Regions from separate parts of the Mus musculus genome. Here region 2 is linked to region 1. A link is a contact called in public Hi-C data. All regions are on one chromosome and are shown on one strand. Each heading gives the region's core, a stretch centred on a gene start, on an enhancer-like site or on the middle of the called end of the contact. The rest is flanking DNA. Distances are from core to core; before and after follow the strand shown. Region 1 has its middle 13 kb from the start of Homer3. Region 2 overlaps Pbx4 (pre B cell leukemia homeobox 4).

Region 1 (6,642 bases), core at 1,167-3,666:
CAGAGATCACCTGCCCCTGCCTTCCTTGTACTGGGAAGTGTGCCACCACCATCTGACTATTTTTATTGTATGTCTAATTGTATGTAAGTGTACCATGGCATGCCATGTCCCAGGAAACCAGAAGCTGTCAGACATCCCACCCCACCCCCATATCTAGAATTATAGTTGATACTGAGCTGCCAGGTGGGTTCTGGGGATCAAATCCTGGTCCTCTAGAAGAGCAACCACTGCTCTTAATTACTGAGTCATCTCTCTAGACTCTTGGTTTAGTTTTTGAAACAAGGTTTCACTACACCAAACCACTGGCCTGGAAGTCAAGCTACCATCAAACTCAGAACTCCGTCTGCCTCCTAAATGTGGGGTTAAATGTGTATCTTAACACATTGTAGAATAACGTGATAGTACACATGCATACACAGGTTGTCATGAAACACACCTCTTGCATCCATTTGGCTCTTCTTGCCAAGCCTCTGGCAATGGATCCCAGAGTTGAGGGACCCTGCCCCAGTGCCCAGCTCTTTATCCCACCCCTAGCCTTCTACTATCTGAAGTGGGGCGATGGGCAGAGGGAAAGGGAAGCAGGCTCACCTGCTCCTTCCTACAGTCCATACAGTCCTGCACGGACATCACTGGCCTGTAGTCCAGAAGCCCCTGACTGACCCTGCAGGATCTTGAGCCCCTGGTGGAGTAGCAGGGGCCCCCCGTTGATGGTCAGTGGAGGGGCTGCCCACAGTTACCGAGTAAGCAGGAATGGGCTTCTGCTCACTACTGCTCCTTCCTTCCACCTTGGGGGCCCAGACTCAGGAGCTGGGGCCATCGGCCTGACAGCTGTCCACATTTTACAACCAAGGAAGCAGATCTAAGAAGAGCTGAATTGCTCAATTCTTCAGGGCATATTTTCCCGTGCTTCCTACTTAATGGGGGTTAATATCCTGGCCCAGAGGTCAGGAGCCTCCTGGTTCTGAATATGAATTGTGGACAAGGAAGGTCCCTGCATCCCAGCCACTCTGCCTAGGCTGATTCCAGCCACTCTCCCAGCAAACTCATTTCCAGTCTGCCTTTCATTGATATGAAAACAGGAGCTGTCTATCTGGAACCCAGGCTGGCCTGGAACCTGTGATTCTCTTGCTTCAGCTTCCCAAACGCCGGGAATGACATGAGTGTACCATCACCCCATCTCACGTATTATCATTGTATTTATAATAGTGGGAGTTTCAGCACCAGATGTATAAACTGAGGACATAGCCACTCTAAGATAAGGTTGTGGGCAGGGTTTTTATTGTAGATAGGAGTACAGCTAAAGACATCTGGGACAGTCCTGAGTAAGGACACAGAGTAACAGAAGGAACACAGTCAGCAGACTGAACTGGGGTGGGAGAGAGGAGAGAGTGGGCAAAGGTGACCCTCAGAGGTCATGACTGGAATAACAGGGTTCTATAGAAATGAGAAGTAGGAGGAAGGGAAGCCCTTGAGCTGAAGAAGCTTAGGGTTGGGAAAACCTAAGCGAAGAGCTGAGGGGGACCTGAGTGAGCCTGGAAGCCAGCAGACGCGTTGGTATGCCAGTAGGCACCACAGTTAGCCATTTATCCTGAGTTCCTTCTGGGCCTGACACTGTACAAATAAGAACAGACTGAGACAAGAAGATCACAAGAGGCCAGAAATTCAGACCTAGCTCTAGTGACACCCCCAACAATGAAGGTGAGTGTCAACACCTTCAATCTTAGTGTCTGAGTCCAGTCTAGGCTACACACTGAGATACTGTCCAAAAAAGAAGCGGAGGGGTCGTTAGGAGAGGAGGAAAGTCCCATACAAGTTACTCTCTGGTGTTTAGTGTTCAAAGGGGACTGAGCTCGCCTCCTTTGGTCTGTGGGATTTGCTGGTTTGCCCATTGACAGATGAAGGCTCAGCAGGAGTCTAGGCAGACAAGGCTGAGATACTTGGTCTTGGGATGGTTTTGACAAAAGGCCTCTCACCACGAGAGTCCTGGAGCAATTAAAGCCCTGGGACTAGGCCTCTGATTGGAGTGGTTTGGGCATGCTGTGCCTAGAGCCCAGGGCCTCTCACATACTAGGCAAGCGCTGTTCACAGAGGCCCCTTGGCTTATCTTAGAGTCTCCTACATGTACAGCCTTGAGTTCCAACCCTGTCTCCTCTGGGATGGCAGCCATGTACCACCACACCCAGCTTCCCAGAGAAGCTTTCAGTAACCTGCATGCCCTTAGATCAAGAAGATCCTTGTGTGGGTGGTATGGGTGCTGTCCACTCCCCAGCCTGGACCATGTGGGAAGGAGAGTGCCTGCACAGCTCCAAGAGGAGCCAAGGAAGAAGGCAAACAGGAAGTGTGACAACGGTGCCAGGCGAACATGCTGAAGGAACTACAACCGCCAGCTTATGTTTAGGAAGCAGCTGTGGTACACTGAGAGAAAAGCCTCTGATTTGAACTGAACGCTGTCTTCCTGTGCCAGCGGGTGAAAGACAGACACAGTTCCTCTCACCACATATTTAAGGAGCACACTGGTTCCCACCCCACATCGGAGACCACAATGAAATTAGAAGCTGCAGGGTTTATTTAAAGGATACCTCCACAGTACAAGGAGTGGGAGAGTGGGAGAAAAACAAGACTCTGAGGCCTGGAAGGAGGACCCAGAGCAGGAGCACAGCAGGTGAAGGAAACAGCTCGTGCAAAGGTCTTGTGATGAAAATAATCGAGGCTGTCAGGGGTGTGAATTCCTTCCCACCACACCTGAGAGTTTTTAAAAGATATATTTGTGTCTTTGTGTGGGAGTGAGTACAATGCCCAAGGAGGTCAGAAGAGGGCGCTCCATCCCCCCAAGGAGGCCAGGAGAGGGTACCACATCCCCTGGAGCTCGAGTGACAAGTGCCTATGAGTTCCGATATGATCCTCCACTAGAGTCTCCAATCCCAGAAAAAGTGAGAAACATTTGACCATGAATTGTTCCCCCACAGATTTGCAGGTTGAACACTTGTTCCTCAGTGGATGTGTTCTCGAAGGGTTCTGGAAATGAGAGTTGGGGCATCTCCTGAATGGGACCACAGAGGGCCTTCAGGAATAGAAGTGGATGGAGCAAGAGCTTTGTGGTCTTGGTGCGGAGGGGGTGGGGGGGGCAGGTCTTGAGCATATGACAGAAGCCCAACCTGAGTGTGCCCATAAGGAGGGGTCATGTCCTCTGGAGGTAAGTGTTAAGTGGCTTGGGTACTGAGAGCCAAGCTCTGGCCCTCCACAAGAGCAGCAAGTGCTCTAAGCCTCTGGACACTTCCAGAGCCTAGGCTGTACTTTGTGTGTGTGTGTGTGTTCAGAAGACTCTAAGCAGTGGTGGCGCACACCTTTAGTCCCAGCACAAAGGAGGCAGGGGCGGATTACTGAGCCTGAGGTCAGCCTGGTCTACAGAGTGAATTCCAGGACATCCAAGGCTTCACAGATCAACCCTGTCTCAAAACAAAAACAAAACATACTTGGGTCTCTTTTGTAACTTAGAGCAAGGCAGTGCTGCATAGACCCTGCAGGTCCTCCCCACACTTTCAGCCCTCGTCAGATGGCCTAGGGCAGTGGTCCCCAATCTTCCTATGCTTCCGCCCTTTAATATAATTCTCCATATTGTGATGACACTCAAGCTTAAAAATTATGTGCCCCCCCCTCCTTTCTGCATCCTCTGCCGCCATGGCACCTGTGAAAAAGCTTGTGGTGAAGGGGGGGGGGAGTCAAAAAAAAAAGCAGGTTTGAAGTTCACCCTTGACTGAACTCATCATTTGCTGCCAATTTTGAGCAGTTCCTCCAGGAGAGAATCAAGGTGAATGGGAAAGCTGGCCATCTTGGCGGAGGGGTTGTGACCATCAAGCAGAGCAAGGTCATTGTCACTTCCGAGGTGCCTTTCTCCAAAAGGTATTTGAAATGGCTCACCAAAAAAAAAAAAAAAAAAAAAAGCATTTGAAGAACAACCTCTGAGACTGGCTGTGTGTTGTCAGCAAAGCAAAGAGAGTTACTTCCAAAGCTGTATTCCAGATGAACCAAGATGAAGAGAGGAGGAGGGAAGGATTAAGACACATTGGTCTGCAATGTTTCCTATTAATTCATAAATAATATGTAGAAACCTTAAAAAGTATTTCATGCCTGACAGTGGTGGCGCATGCCTTTAATCCCAGCACTTGGAAGGCAGAGGCAGTAGATCTCTGAGTTTGAGGCCAGCCTGGTCTACAGAGTGAGTTCCAGGATAGCCAGGACTACACAGAGAAACCCTGTCTCAAAAGAAAAAAAAAAAAGAATATTCATTGCCACTACATGTAATTTTGCTACTATTTTGCTTCATAGTGTCAATATCTGTAGTTTCCAGTGGTCTTTTGAGGTTGAGAACCAATGGCCAAGAACATGCAAGAGCTAATGCACACTTGCTACACAAGCAACTGGGAAAGGGCCTCTCCTCCATGCTGTGACCTTTCTGCAGCGGTGGCCTCTGGAGAGTCCATACTTTCCTCTGGCCTGTGACTGTCATCCTTGCCATTCCTCCCCAGAGTGTGTGGAAAGACAGAAGCCACCGGTGGGGGATGAAGACACACTGACTGCACATGTTAGTGAGGACTGTCTCCTTTCTGGAATGTTCAGGCAGCCAGGTTCTGTCTGCTGGCTGTGACAGACATGCCATAGTCATAGTGAGGCCCTGTCTCAGAGGGGAGGTGCTAGGTGGTGGCAAGGCCTTAGGTCACACCTGAGGTGTGATCACCCTCAGCTTCATCAGTAGCCATCAAGGAATGACCAGTGACCTGAAGAGTGAACTAGTGAATGAACGAGTAGATGAATAAAGGAATTAGTGGAGAATGCGTGAATGAGTAATGGTTGTGCAAATTAGAGAGTGTGAAGGAATGCCTTAGGGTCTCATTGCTGTGAAGAGACACTGACCACAGCAACTCTTACAAAGGAGAACATTTAGCTGGGGCTTCAGAGCTTCAGTCCATTATCATCATGAGGAAGCATGGCAGCGTGTAGGCAGACATGGTGCCAGAGAAGGAGCTGAGAGCTCTATCCTGAGCTGTAGGCAGCAGGCAGACAGAGCCACTAGGCCCAGCTGGAGCTTCTGAAACCTCAAAGCTAAACCAATGACACACTTCCTCCAACAAGGCCACACACCCTAATAGTGCCACTCCCTGTGGGCCTATGGGAGCCATTTGCTTTCAAACCACCACAATAGACAAATGGAGTAGATGAGTGAGGGAGACATGGGTGGGTGAGGGCTGTGATGGATGGGTGAGCAATGGACTCTTGCAGAAGGGCACTGCAGAAAACTAGGAGCTCCGCATCCTCATATGTTGACTCATGTGGGCACTCCTCATTCTAGTAAACTCCAGGTCCTCTAACAAGGCCACACCTCCTAAACCACCTAATCCTTTCAAAGAGGGCATGAGCCTATGGGGGGCTTCTTTTATTCAGACCACCATAGTGAGCTGGAGGCCAGCCTGGCTACATGAAACCCTTGACCAATAAGGAAAGGGTAGTATTCTGACACTTGAGCTGTGTCAGGGATGGGCCCTGGGTAGACAACCATCCTTTCTGGGACTTGGCTGTACCTCCACACCCAGCTTCTTTTCAGTGTTTGATTTGAAACACAAAAATAAAAGCAAAGCAGAGAGGCTGGGCCCAGTTAGCCAAATGCTGCCCTGGCACACTCCGGCCTGGGTTCTATCTCCTCACAGAGCAAACTTCTTCCCCCACCCCACTCCCCTCCCCCGCGGCCCCGCCTTCACCCTGGGACCTGAGGATCATTTCCTAAGGACATCTCAGTGAATATGAATGTGTGTGGGGTGGAGGTAGGAGCCCAGGCAAGGGTCACTGGGTCCCAGGCAGTATCTAGTTGATCCAGAACAAGCCCCCACCCCATCCCCCCAGTGAGCCAGGAACTGCCAGGACTTGCTAATACAAAAGGACAACTGTCACCTCAAAGGGGATAAGAGTTTGTTCTGGAACCAACTGTGTGACCAAGGCCCAGGAACACAGATTCAGGTTACCCCATATTTCATGTTCCAATGTGGTAACAGTATTGAACTATTTATAGTAACAGGACAAAGGAAATCATTAATCAAGACACTTTTCAAATGCATCGGTGTATCAGAGGCTGGTGGGTCACAGCAGAATGAGAACTTCAGCTACAGGCCTGATACTTGCTAGCCATTGTAGCCTTTGATGGGTGGGGCTTGGGGATTTGCTAATTTAATTCATACCAAGAGGTTCCCCTGATAGTTAACAAAGACATTAGCCTGGACACAACTGTGGTCAAGGAATGGCGGCTAAGGGACTAAGCACAGCCAAGGTAAAGTGTAACTAGGCACTGAGCCCGCAGCCCCAGGTCTCCACAACCTCAGAGAGTTCCAGTCAGGGTGTCAGTCTTTCAGAAGGCTCTCTGTAAGGCACAGCCTCTTTCCAGAACCTTCCAGCACAGATTCTAGCCCATGTCCTCCTGACTCATCCCATGTCACCATGACTCTGCAGGACCCCACCTGTCCTGGGTATGCCCTCTAGGCTGTCTGAAGGAGCTTTGCTTAGTAAGCAAAACGGCAAGGCTAGGAGGAAGTGGGTGTGGTTACCAGTCCTCTCTCTGGAAGCTCTGACGTAGCCTTCCAGGGACAAGGCCATGGT
Region 2 (6,600 bases), core at 3,186-5,685, 420 kb before region 1:
TTTGTGTGCCTCCGTGTCCAAAGCAGCCTCTGTTCTCTCTGGCCTCTGCACCTGCATGCATGCTGCATGCCTACCTACACACGAGAAATAAAAATGGATCAGGAGTACACGGGAAGCCGTGTGAAGGGTGTGTACAGGTACTCCAGGGGCTTGCATAAGGGGCTTGAGCAGCTATCTCAAATCATTTGGATGCAAAGACACAAAGACTCTGCAGCCTGATAGCCTGTCAGTGCGGTAGGTGGAGCCGACTTCATCTCTCCTGGCTGGACCAAGTCATCAAGAACTTCCCACTTCCCACCTCACCATGTGAGGCCACTCATCTTTATTGTCCTGGCAAATTTGATTTTTTAATTTTTTTTTCTATTTTTTGTGAATTTCCCATCATGCATTCCAATTCTACTTGCATCCCCATCCCCTCGCACCTGCCCTCTGCCCTGCAGCCCCCCCACCAAAAGAAAAGAGTCTCCTTGTGGGTACTGCAGTGTGTCACAATGTGCCCTACAGTGCACCCTCTTGTCCACACTTCTTTACTTACAAATGTTCATTGCAGTGAATCACTGGCCTGGTTCGAGGCCTCTGGCTTCTACCAGTACTGGATCCTCACCAGGACTTCTCAGATATCCTGTTGTTGCCCCGTGACACTGACATGGAGATCCTGCAGCTTTGGATCTACTTTTGGACTGATCCCTTCATGTGCTCCAGCAGTTCACGGATGGGGTAGATGTTGAGGTAGGCGATTCAAAAGCCCTGGACGTGGGCCTGGGTGGTAGCTGCGTTGGTCAGCCTGCCAGCTGTCCTGCACCTTCACCTTCATGGCGAGCCCTCCAGCACCCGCCTGGCTAGCTCACTCAATGCCCCAGTTGGCAAAGGGCAGAGCCAGCTCTCACCCTCTCATACCCTTGGAGCTAGGGGACCCTTGCCCACGACAGCAGGGCCAGCTTTATTGTTCTGCCCAGATGAGGTACAGGGCCTGCTCTCCTGAGTGTTGCAGTACATGAGGGGCTGGGTCAAGTGTGTTTAAAGACAGGAAAATGGGGATTGGTACAGTGGCTCAGCAGGTAAAGGCTGCCAAGCCTGATGACCTAAGTTGACTTCCTGGAACCCACTTGGTCAAAGGAGAGCACCCACTCCCCCAGGTAAACTTCTAACTTACACACACACACACACACATACACACACACACACACACACAGAGCGTACACTAAATACAAAATTGTTAAAAATGTAATAGTGTAGCAGCTAAAATAATCAAGGGAGTTATTTACCAGAAAGTGAGACCACAAAATGAAGTAGAGACTAGAGCCATGGCTTGGAGGCCAAGGACATGCTGCTCTCATGGAGGGCCTGGATCCATTTCCAGGGAATCCAGTACCTTCTGGCCTCTGTGGCCACCAGGCATACACATGGTACACATACATACACGCAGACAAAACACCCATACACACAAAATACATCTAAAAACATTTTCAGAAAGATTTTTAAAATGTAGTAAATGTGTAATGAATTTTAAGTTCATACAAGCATGCGTGTGTGTGTGTGTGTGTGTGTGTATAATAACATATATATATAAAATATAATAAAATGCCTCAGAGCTACATTTTGTGACAGGATAGACAGCGAAGGATAGTGGAAGGAAGGACAGACAGAAGGGTGTGAGTGTTAGCTGACTGTGACCCATATATAGGCAGGGTTGAATGGACTAAACTGGCTGGCTCAGACGGTGTCCCTTCCCATCTTCCTCCACATTGGCCTCTCGCAGACTGGAGGAGTGCGCTCCTGTCTCCAGCATAGAGCAGCTGCATCCCCTGCTAGACCCTCCAAACAAGCTCCAGGGATGTTTGTAGAACACAGGATCCATGACTAAGACACATCTGCTCATGACAGGCTGCTGCTTGTGGGAAAAAGGAAAATGGATTCTCTTTTTTAGAGCAGATCATGTCCCTTGGGGTGAGGTGGGTAGCGGTTGTTTTGTCTGTTTACATTCGGCCATTTATTTTATGTATGTATGTGAGCACTTGCAAGTACAGGACAAGGGACACCTTGCAGAAATGGGGAATTGACTCAGGTCCCCTGCATAGTGACAGGATCCTGTACTGCATGAGCCACCTCACCAGCCCAGGAGCTGTCTCCAAGCTGTCCTCAAATTCACTGTGTAGTCAAGGATGGCCTTGAACTCCTGTCCTTACGGCCCCAGGGCTGGGAAGTGGTTTTTCTGTTTCTGTGAAAACTGCTGATGGAATTTTGATGGGGATTACATCGAATCTATAGATTGCTTCTTGCAGTATAGCTATCTTCACAACACTGAGCCATGCACATGGGAGGTCTTTCTGTCCTCTGGTTCCTTCCTTCAGTGTGCCATAGGTTATTGTCCTGACTACTCCCCACTAAGGTTATCTCTTAGGACTGAGGACTCTCCAGGTTCTCGATCTGTTTGAGTCATAGTCTCTCTATATGTGCTGGCTGCATTTTCTTGGGACTCGTCAGGCAACAAAAGCTCTGAAATGTTAAGGTACTTCTGGTTGCCAGAAGTTTCCACTCAGCCAGAGCATGCAGACTCAGCAGGAACGGACAAGCTGCTTTAAGAAGGCAGGGTGAGACCCTAAGTTTGGAAATTCCTCACAAGAGTAGGGAGTGGGGGGCTCCAAGCAACCTGGTCGAAAGAGAAAGTAGCAAGCTTGATGGGTTGTCTGGAGACACAGGCCTCTGTACCTCACACTGTGGCAAAGGCAACTTATCTCAGTCTATCTGAGCAACCTGACAGACTTCCCTAGGTCACAACAATGAAGGCAGCTGCAGATTCCAGGCCTGGGGAGGGAGGGCTGTTTCCTGCTTCCAGACGACTGACTCAGGGGCAAGGTGTTCTTTGGTGCCTCACCTGCCCAACACCCCCTCTTCTCAAGGGAACCCTTTAAAATATATTTTTGGGGGGGTATAGCGTTTGAGACAGGGTTTCTCTGTGTAGCCCTGGCTATCCTGGAACTCTCAGAAATCCACCTGCCTCTGCCTCCCAAGTGCTGGGATTAAAGGCGTGTGCTACCATTGCCCTGCTTAAATTTTTTATTTTATTTTATTTTATTTTATTTTATTTTATTTTATTTTATTTTATTTTATTTTATTTTATTTTATTTTGGTTTTTCGAGACAGGGTTTCTCTGTGTAGCCTTGGCTGTCCTGGAACTCTCAGAAATCCGCCTGCCTCTGCCTCCCGAGTGCTAGGATTAAAGGCGTGTGCCACCACGCCCTGCTCAAATTTTTTATTTTAAATAAACATATAATATGTTAGATATTAATGATATTCTTGAACTTGGTGTGGTTTTGTGGTTTTCTTCTTGTAGCTAGCATCCTCACCCAGGGCTCTGCCCCTTCCACCCCTCCTCATTGCTGTGTTCTTCCCTTCCTGACCTCGGGAGCCAGGATTCACTCACACCGGTTTTCATTACAGGCTAGGATCTGAGGAGGAAGGACAGACACCCTTTTGTCTTTATTTTTTAGACTAATAAAACATCTACCTACTTTGGAGGGGTTGGGTGTGTGTTCAGTCAGCAGACGCTTTGCTCTGGAGTCCCCTCTCCTGCTACTGTGTGGATCCTAGGGCTTGAACCCCTGTTTCTCTGAGTTTGTTACCCCTTTCCCGAGCTATCCATTTTCCTGCAAAATTCACAATTTTATTGTTCTTTACAGCTGAATAATAATCCATTGTGTATATGTATGACTTTTTAAATTTTTTCAGTTTTTACTTTACTCATTTTTTGTTTTGTTTTGTTTTGTTTTGTTTTGTTTTGTTTTGTTTTGTTTTGTTTTTCGAGACAGGGTTTCTTTGTATAGCCCTGGCTGTCCTGGAACTCACTCTGTAAACCAGGCTGGCTTTGAACTCAGAAATCCACCTGCCTCTACCTCTCAAGTGCTGGGATTAAAGGCGTGCACCACCACCACCCGGCACTTTACTCTTTTTATTGTGTGTGTTTGGGTGTGTCACCGGTACGCATATCTGTGCACCACGTGTGTGCCTGGTGCCCAGGAGGAGGCACTGGATCTTCTGAAACTGGAGTTAGATGGTCATTAGCCACCATGCGGATGCTGAGAGTTGAGCCTAGGTCCTCTAGAAGAATAATAGCTAGTGCTCTTAACCTCTGAGCCATCTGTTCAGCCCTACACTACATTTATCTTATCCATGTTTCTGTTGATGGGTACCTACATCATCTTGCCATCATGAATAGGGGAACTGTGAACATGGATGTACGAGTGTCTCTGTGTTAGGGTATGGACTGTTAGATGCCCAGTAGCTGGGTCATATGGTAATTCTATTTTTAATTTTTTGAGGAAGCGCTACAGATTTCTATAATAGCTATACTAATTTAGTCTTCCACCAGCTTCCTTTTGACATTTATTATTTATTTGTGTGTGTGACTCAGCACATATACAATCAGAGGACAACTTACAGATTGCCTCTTTTCCTTGTGGGCCCCAGGGATGGCTGCAAGCATCTAGGCAGCTACAGCGCCTCTTCACCCTGGGCTTGCTTTTCCAAGGGTGTGGGCTTTTGTTACAAGGCTTTCCACTCAGGAAAAGGCTCACCAGCCCTTAGTGAAGCCTCACTTTCATGCTGTGACTGGGCACTAGGTTTCTGTAGGTGGGTAGCTGAGGGACAGAGCACGTGTCTGCTGTGGCTAGGCCCTCTGTTCCATTCCTAGTACCACAAGGAAACAAAGGCACCCAGAACATTCAGCCTACACCACAGCTGCACAGGGCTGTTCCCTCCTCCAGCTTCTCTCTGTAGCACCCTATCTGATCCATTGCATGCAAGTTCACCGGAGAGCTGTCCTGCCTGACGTACCACCGCATTGTCTTTTAGATGTTATTTAATGCTTTAGTTTTTAGGGCATGGTATACTCTATGGTTCAGGTTCTGCCTCAGCCTTCCCAGCTCTGGGATCACAAATCTGTGCTGCCCTTTCTGTGGCAGGAGGTGCCTGAGGCAGGGTCTGACTCTGTAGCCCAGGCTGGCCTTGAATTTGAGGTCCTCCTCCTGCCTCTGCCTTCTGAATCTTGAGATTATACAGGTGTGCACCACCATTCCTGACTAGGTTTCACAGTAGTATTTCCTAAGGTTAAGGGTGCCACCTCACTCTCCCATTGGAAAATTCATGAAGAGGCTGGACCAACATCTGCTAATGCTTTTAAAAGCAGGTTCCATCTGTGAGATTTTTAGCCTATAAATGTGATAGATTACATTGATTATTTTACTTGTGTGTATGTTTTTTTTTTTTTTTATTTGTGAGTCTATCGGCTGTGGGGGCTGGGGTGGCGCCGTCCTCAGAAGCCTGAAGAGGGCAGTGGATCCTATGCCACTGGGGCACCTGTTATTCGTCAGCTTTGTGACAAAAGGTGCTGGGAGCTGACCTCAGGTCCTCTGCAAGAACAGCCAATGTTCTCAAGACCACTAAATCATCTTCTAGGCTCCTGACATCAGTTGACTTTTTAAAAATGTACAACATGCCAGGCAGTGGTGGCGCACACATTTAATCCCAGTACTTGGGGAGGCAGAGGCAGGCAGACTTCTGAGTTCGAGGCCAGCCTGATCTACAGAGTGAGTTCCAGGACAGCCAGGGCTACACAGAGAAACCCTGTCTCGAAAAACAAACAAAACAAACAAACAAACAAACAAAAAAGCACTTTAAGCCCACAGTGCAGGCTGCATGCACATAAGCATGCATGAACCCCCTTCAGAAGGGAAATCAACTGGGGGAGATCTCCACCTCAGCTGCTGTTCAGCTGAAGTTGCTAAATGAGAGCAGAAAACATTTTTTGAGGCACACATGCATGTGTATGTGTAGGCCAGAGGAAGACATTCTCTACTGGATTCCTTGTAGATGGGGTCCTCACTGAACCTGAAGTTGGCCATTTTGGTTCCACTGAATGGCCAGTGAGCTCCCAGTCTGCCCTCCTTTGACCTTTAGCCCTGGGCTATGTAGTCATGCCTAGGTTATAAATGCACTTATTTTTATTTATGTGTATATATGCTATGTGTAGGTAACTGTGGAGGATCCTGGTTCACCCCTGCACTGAGAAATGTCTTAGACAAACATACATAATAGGACTCTAGACCCTCCTGCCTCACTTCCCAGTGAAACATTTGGAAAGGAAAGTATTCCCCAAGTACTGTGAGAATCCTTATGAGAATCCTTTCCAAACTAATGTGGAGCTGCCATTAAAAAACCTGGGTATAAAGCCAGGTGTAGTGACACATACCTTTAATCTCAGCACTCAGGAGGCCAAGGCAGGTGGATCTCTGTCAGTTCAAGGCCAGCCTGGTCCTCAAAATGAGTTCCAGAGAAACAGAGACAGAGAAACCCTGTCTCCAAAAGAACAAAACAAAACAAGTTCTAAAATTATATATCCAAACTACTTAGCCTCACATAGAACAATGGTGAGAAATGAAGCTTGGTGCTCTGTCCCCAGCAGCCCTAACTTCCTCAGTGTCCCTGAGACATCATCATGACAGGGCTACCACATGCAGGTTACAGCAGGACCGAGGAACATTCTCTATCAAACATGAGCCCTATTCTACCAACTGTAGATCATAGCTCCTGATTTTTACCTGT

Evidence for each region. Hi-C and Micro-C count contacts between places; a contact is called where the count stands out from the background.
Region 2: a contact with region 1 is called in a Hi-C map of bone marrow-derived macrophages, with 21 read pairs. The contact joins two enhancer-like sites. A contact is called at or near these places in 2 of 39 promoter capture datasets (cranial neural crest and maxillary cranial neural crest) and 1 of 484 Hi-C or Micro-C datasets (bone marrow-derived macrophages).

What each region holds. Positions count from the first base shown.
Region 1 is chr8:70,266,590-70,273,231 of GRCm38.p6, forward strand. No RefSeq gene overlaps it. Among named protein-coding and RNA genes, the nearest start is that of Homer3, 13 kb to the right of the region's middle. Within about 2 kb of position 2,417, at least 46 of the 459 cell types and tissues checked have an H3K27ac peak or open chromatin away from gene starts, as enhancers often do. A contact at or near this core is called in bone marrow-derived macrophages, where this site is marked.
Region 2 is chr8:69,840,361-69,846,960 of GRCm38.p6, forward strand. All of the region lies in intron 1 of Pbx4 (pre B cell leukemia homeobox 4), which reads left to right. Among named protein-coding and RNA genes, the nearest start is that of Pbx4, 11 kb to the left of the region's middle. Within about 2 kb of position 4,436, at least 13 of the 459 cell types and tissues checked have an H3K27ac peak or open chromatin away from gene starts, as enhancers often do. A contact at or near this core is called in bone marrow-derived macrophages, where this site is marked.